2 separate regions of the Pan troglodytes genome follow, and region 2 is linked to region 1. The links are chromatin contacts, called in public capture Hi-C maps. All regions are on one chromosome and are shown on one strand. The core of a region is the stretch at or near the end of the contact, and the rest is flanking DNA. Distances in the headings are between cores, read along the strand shown.

What was found. Capture Hi-C pulls out chosen DNA fragments and counts their contacts.
Region 2: a capture Hi-C map of stem cell-derived neural stem cells shows a contact between it and region 1, with 2.5 times the contacts expected there. The contact joins two enhancer-like sites. A contact is called at or near these places in 2 of 7 Hi-C or Micro-C datasets (induced pluripotent stem cells and stem cell-derived neural progenitor cells) and 1 of 1 other capture datasets (stem cell-derived neural stem cells).

What each region holds. Positions count from the first base shown.
Region 1 is chr1:39,549,720-39,553,062 of NHGRI_mPanTro3-v2.0_pri, reverse strand. No RefSeq gene overlaps it. Among named protein-coding and RNA genes, the nearest start is that of CAMK1G, 23 kb to the right of the region's middle. Within about 2 kb of position 1,487, at least 1 of the 24 cell types and tissues checked has an H3K27ac peak or open chromatin away from gene starts, as enhancers often do. A contact at or near this core is called in stem cell-derived neural stem cells, where this site is marked.
Region 2 is chr1:39,889,556-39,892,898 of NHGRI_mPanTro3-v2.0_pri, reverse strand. No RefSeq gene overlaps it. Among named protein-coding and RNA genes, the nearest start is that of MIR205, 210 kb to the right of the region's middle. Within about 2 kb of position 1,483, at least 4 of the 24 cell types and tissues checked have an H3K27ac peak or open chromatin away from gene starts, as enhancers often do. A contact at or near this core is called in stem cell-derived neural stem cells, where this site is marked.

The sequences.
Region 1 (3,343 bases), core at 238-2,737:
TGCAGTGGCATGATCTCGGCTCACTGCAACCTCTGGCTCTCAGGTTCAAGCGATTCTCCTTCCTCAGCCTCCTGAGTAGCTGGGATTACAGATGCATGCCACCACGCCCGGCTAATTTTTGTATTTTTAGTAAAGATGGGGTTTCACCATGTTGGCCAGGATGGTCTCGATCTCCTGACCTCATGATCCACCCGCCTCAGCCTCCCAAAGTGTTGGGATTACAGGCGTGAGCCATGGTGCCCGGCCTCTTATGTCCATTTCTTTTCTCCTGGAGAAAGCAGTGACCCTGTGGAGCAGTTTTTAAAGGTATGTGACCTTCTCAGGCTCTAACCATTCTATGCTGCAATAGCCTTTCTGTTCAAAAGAAAACTGAGTTGGGCCAGGTTTTTTATTATATGGACTGGTTTCATTTATTTAGGAAGGAGAGAAGGTGGAAACCTTTATTTATTGAATATCTGCCATGTGCTAGATACTGTGCAGGATGCTGTCTAGATAATCTCATTTATTAACAAGAAAAATCGAGATTATTGTCTGGGCCAGGTGGCTCACGCCTATAATCTCAGCACTTTGGGAGGAAGAGGCAAGCAGATCATTTGAGCTCAAGAATTCAAGACCCTCCTGGACAACATGAGGAAACCCCATCTCTACAAACAATACAAAAATTAGCTGGGTGTGGTGGTGTGTGACTGTAGTCCCAGCTACTCAGGAGGCTGAGGTGGGAGGATTGCTTGAACCCGGGAGGTTGAGGCTGCAGTGAGCTGTGATCCTGTCACTGCACTCCAGCCTGGGCAACAGAGAAAGACCCTGTCTCAATAAAGAAAAAAAAAAAAAGAAAAGATTATTTTTATATGTGGTGATTATTACACTAAGCATTTACTATGTACCAGACACAGAGCTGGAAACTTTACATAAGTGATTTAATCAATTTCTAGAATAATCCTATGAGGTGGGAATTATCTCATTTTTCAGATAAGAATATAAATCTTGCAAGACTAAGCAGCTAGGAAGGGACAAAAACCTCATCATGATGCCAAAAGCCACATTTCGACCTCAAGCATTGTCATTCCCATTTAAAAATGAGGGTCTGAGAGTCCCAACAAGTTGCCACGATCACAATTGGTAAGACCCAAGTCAGTCTGAGTCATTCATTCCTTATTTTATCCCAGATAGGAAGGAATTAAGGCACTGCCTGATAACAACAAATAGTCATGTTTACCTAGAACTCTCCAAGTACATTATTTGCCTTGCTTCTCTGCCAATGTTATAAAGTGGGCAGAATTGATTTTACTATGTTACTATCCCCCTTTTTTTTCTTTTTCTTTTTTTTCAAATGAAGGAACTGAAATACCCAGAACCTTTTCTGAAACTTGCATGGCCATCTTAGCATCCTTTCAGCTCCTGATAGGAGCAGTCTGACAGCTGTGAAAACCAAGCCTAGGCAGCTGATGCCACGAACACTGGGGCCCCTGAGCTCCCAGGGCTGGTACAGCTAAGCAAGGGAAAGGAGCCCCGACACACTGTCTTATGCTTTTGGCTATCACCGAAGGTGCGGGCTTCTAACTCACACTTCCCATCATGTAGGGAAACTGTGTTCACAGCCTCTCTCCTGGTTTTGAGCAGGAGCTTTTGGGCCCTGGCCCAGGAGTGTTTAGGAAAGGCGCATGCCTTTAGGGGTCTTGAGAAAATAATGTTAATGAGGAGGGGAGGTCGTACGAAAAGAGAGGCCTATGGCCTATGGTTAATGAGTCGAGGCGCTTGTTTTGTTGCTTCATAAAGTCAGGGTCTTCACTGGACTTTGCATAAGGGCCTGTTTTTACTAATTATGTCCCAGGCAATGGCAAGGGGCAGTCATTTAAACATAATGTAACATGTGCAAAAATTCTAACAGTAATCTGATTACAAGAGAACCAGAGCTGTGGAGCAGCATGCTAACGTTGATAGAACGGGCAAGAGACAGACCAACGGGAGGCAGGCCCTCCCCAGCGAGGCTCTTCTGTGAACTGCCTGCAGGAGCTCCCCAAATTCCCCTGCCTATCCTATCCCACTCTTCCTGGGAATGGTGCGTTCCAAGAAAAAATAAATGGTCTCATATGTGGGCTTTTTTTTTTTTTTTTTTTTTTTTTAGGATTAGAGAAGAAGAAGTAGCTTTTGTTTTGCTGGGGTTTTTTGTTGTTGTTGTTGTTGTTGTTGTTGTTTTCCCCCAGTTGGCTAAACATGACATCCAACCTACAGGCTTGGAAAACAACTTGACTAGCAGTCTGAGCAATTAGACAGGACAACAGCCTGGGGTATTCTCTCTTGGACTGGGGGAAGCCCAGGCTGTCTTTTCTTCCGAAATTTGTGGCAATCATCAAAAAAGAGCAGCTGTCAAATTCGCCTCCTGCCCCAGTGGGGCCACCAGGCCGCTGCAGTCTTTCTTTAATTGGTTTATTAATCTTATAATGCAATACCATCCTCTGTCTCATTGTTCCTCACTAGCTAACCAGGCCTGGACTTTGTAAATATGTTTAATTAAGCTCCCAAAGCCACAAGCCTTCTCTCTTCTTGGTTACGCTCTCCCACCAGGCCGACACCAGCCAGAACTGAAACAAACAACTGGCTCCATCCCCCTGTCCATCTGCTCCCACGTGGGGGTGGGGATGCAAGGGGAGGACATTCTGCAGGAAGAAATATCCCCCACCCTAGATGAGAGGTGCTGCCTTCCATGGCAGGAGGCCTGCTGTTCTGTGGGGAAACATGAACTAGGTGTTCCAGAGAGAGAGGAGAGAAAAGGACACCATTCAAACTTGTGGGTATAAATCTCTCTTTCTTCTAGACACCCACACGTGTTTGGGAAGGAAATCTCCCTGCTACAAAGGAGTGGCTCTTCTCTAATATTTTTTGAGCTCCCACCCTGGAAACACAGGGGGTGCAGGGAAGCTGGTGGGGGCATGGGACATGAAGTCAGGAAGAGAAGGTGAAAATATCCAGAGACAGGTCTGGGGAAGAATTGCACTTGAACCTGTTCTACAACTGCTGTGTGCATGTCTGTCTTACCCAATAAACCCCGAGTCCTAGCAGACAAGGATCAGTATCTAGCACAGTGCAGGGTGTGTAGGGGACACATAAGTTTGGAAGGAGAGAAGGAGGGAAAAAGGGAGCAAGGGAAAAAGGGAGGGAGGGAAGGAATGAAGAAAAAGCAGGTGGGTGGGTGGATGGACGGATGGATGATGTGGTAGGGATTTGAACCAGGGACCACATTCACTGTTATACAGACCATTTGGCTTCAGGAAACCAAACAATGGGGTTCTTTGCATAGAAGAGTCTCTTCCTAGGAAGGTATTCAGAGAGTTTGGTCAGAGAT
Region 2 (3,343 bases), core at 234-2,733, 340 kb before region 1:
GTAGGAGTTCTGGCATCAGCCAGTCAGACTGAGGAAGAATCTTTGGAGGCATGAAGTCCTTCTAAGGGCCCTAAGCCTCGGGTCATCTTCTTCTGTGCCCAGTAGCAGGATTGTATCTGGCTCGTGGGGCAGGGCAACTCCTAGGGCTCAGATTTTTACCTTATTGGATGTTTCTATTCTTTATGTGTCTAAGTACATGGATTCCCTCACATAAAAAGTTGGATGAGTCATATGGAATCCCTAACTAGGAGGGAGATCAAGATATGGAAAGACATAGTAATAACTTATATATAGTAATACCTGCTATTGTATCCACAAATTGACCATGTGCTCACTGTATTAGGCTTTAAGCATATGTTGCTACCTTAATTCTCATAAATCCAGAGAGAAGTCTCAATTTATAGGTGAGAAAACTGACCAAAGGTAAAAAATGTTAAGATGTGTCCAAGATCACACCAACCAGTGGGTGGAGGTACTAGAATTGTTACCCGCTTGTTGCCTAGAGGCTTGGGCTCCTCCTTGCAGTCTATGGCCATAGGAGTCCTGAGGCAGGAGAAGCTCAGCCAGAGGGAGCCATTTTACCCAGGGGAAGCCATTCTACCCAAGGAGAACTGTTCTACCCACAAGAAGCCATTCTACCCAGGTGGAACCATTCCAGGTGGAGCCATTCTACCCAGGCCACCCGAGTGGAACCATTCTACCCAGGGGGAGCCATTCTACCCGGGGGGAGCCATTTTACCCCAGCAGGGGGGGAGTGGGGGGGTGGGGGGATAGGAGGTGGGGGGCGAGGGGGTGGGGGGGCGTGGGGGTGGGGGGGCGTGGGGGTGGGAGGGTGGGGGTAGGAAACTAGTCTACCTAAGGGGAACCCTTCTAGTCAAGGGGAATTGTTCTACCCAGAGGGAGCCATTCTATCCAGAGGGAGCCATTTTATTCAGAGAAAGCCATTCCACCTGGTGGGGATGTGAGAGGACTAACAAGCATGAGGCTGTTGCCCACCCAACTGGGGGTTTCACGTCCCTCCCATCTTCGTCTCCTGGAACCAAGAGGACTTAGAGCATAAACAGAGCCTCCTTCCGCCAAGGGAACACTGGCTCAGATGACTTTTTGTTAAAGTGGGTGTGTATTTTTGGAAATGTTCTGGAGCATAAGTGCATAAAACGCTGGGTCAGACAGTGCCTGGGGCTGTGCGTAGGGAGGAGACTGGGCACTCCAAAGAACGCTGGAGCAGCAGCTTCAAAAAGTGGTTTGATATTTTTTCCTCCTGATTTTGATCTTAAAAATGTCTGGAGCCCCAGACAGCCACCGGCAGCTTTGTGCAACAGGGGCTCTAACCACCACGACCTCAACAGCCACACTGCAAAGGCTTCTAGTTAACAGAACTCTTTTGTGTGATGGAAAGCGAGGGAAAGCGTGAGAGACAGGAAAACGCTGGGGTTGACAGAGACAGCTGGTTTCTGTGGCAAGGCTTCAGAATTGTCAACGGAAAAACACAGCGGAGACAGCGAGAAATGCTGAGGCGCTCTGTGTGATCCTGGAAGCATGTTCCTTCGGCTGGCCCTGACGGAGCCAGTTTTCTTCTTTCTGGACTGAGAAAGCAGATAACTCAGCTCCTGATCTCTCAATTGCTCTGTCTTTGACCAGTGACAAGATGGCATTGATGAGTTCCCGAAGGAGTCTGACTCCTCTTGGATGAATTTTTTTTAATTCTGTTTCTTGCTTCTTCTTTTCCAAGTAGTTTTTCATGAGCAGAGATGGCAGGAGCAGACATCGTGGTTATCCAGCCACCATTTGATCACGTTGTGGTCCCCATTTCAGTGACACCCAAAGGACATGAATTATGCTAAGTGTTTGGGGCTGCTGGGCACCCCTTTGCCAAGGAAAGCACTCAGCCCCAGGTCTGAGAGAGTTGTGGCAGCCACTCATGCCATGGATTTCAAAGATGCTAGGTTGGGTTTACTACCATCCCCCCAAACCCAACTTTCCAGCCTTTTCTACCCCTACACACACACATGTTCACACACATACACACACACACACACTCTCTCTATAGATATATATACACACACATACACATATATATACACATATGTGTGTGTGTATATATATATATACATATATATATATATAGGCCTGCCTGGGCCCATTAACATTGGTGCCAGCATACACCACTCTGGGGCCACTATATATATATATGTGTGTGTGTGTGTATATATATGTGTGTGTGTGTATATATACATATATATACACACACATACATATATAGTGACAATTCTGAATATATATTTTATATATATATATATAGTGTCTGTGTATGTATGTGTGTGTGCATTCACAGAGCCAAACATCGATCCCACATGCCTGAAATTTAGTTTTGAACTCTCCTATTCAAATTGCTTCCTAATGCAACATGGAAACCAGGATACATTTGAAAAGCAAAAAAGACTGGAAGGAAACTGTTACTAAAATATTAAGAATGGTTGTGTCTGGATGGAAGAATATAAAATGATATCCTTCCTATATTAATTTTATGTTATAAAATTTTTATGAGAATATATTTTTTTTTAATGAGGGACATTTAGATTTCTTAAATATAGAAAATCCAATAAGGGTAATATGTTCAGACCTTACCAAGTCTTGAATTTGAGAACTCTCTGGGGGAAAGGCCCTATAAAAAGTGATAAGAGTCATGTGCTTTTGGGGAGCAGAAATGTCCAGGGAGGTGAAGATGTGCTGAAAGGGGTTGTAGCAAGACCACAAGGGTGTATTTGATATTTTGAAATAAATTTTCTGGAGTCAGTCCCTGGCTTTAGTGTCTTTATCTGTAAAGTGAAAGCACTGCATTAAATGATCATGAAGATAGTTTGTAATGTACAATAACTAGAGTTTTGTCAGCCTTTAGTGTCCTGGGAGTTCTCAACTTCCTTTTATCCTCTCTTTTCTGTCTCTCTGTTTGGAATCTAGAAGGCAGTTCTAAGACCTTTAGATGAAAATCACAACTTTTCTAGTACAACAGCATCACAAGGGAACTTAGGGCTTACTCATAAGGATACTGTAGATCTAAATGAGGCACCCAGAGCTCACTGAGGCTATCTATCTGCCTGCCCCTCAATAACAATGAGTCCCTATCATGACAACACCTATATTGCCACCCCTCACATGTCTGTGTAGGAGGGTATCACACAAAAGCTTCACAGTCACTTTTCAGATTTCAGAATCTAGGAAGATAAGAGAGGGTGGTGATGAAATCAGGGGATTTCTAATTAATCGAATGTGGGTCTGAACCCCAACCCTGCCTCTTCTCAGCTTTGTGATATTAAGGATGTTATTCAACCTCTCTGGTCCT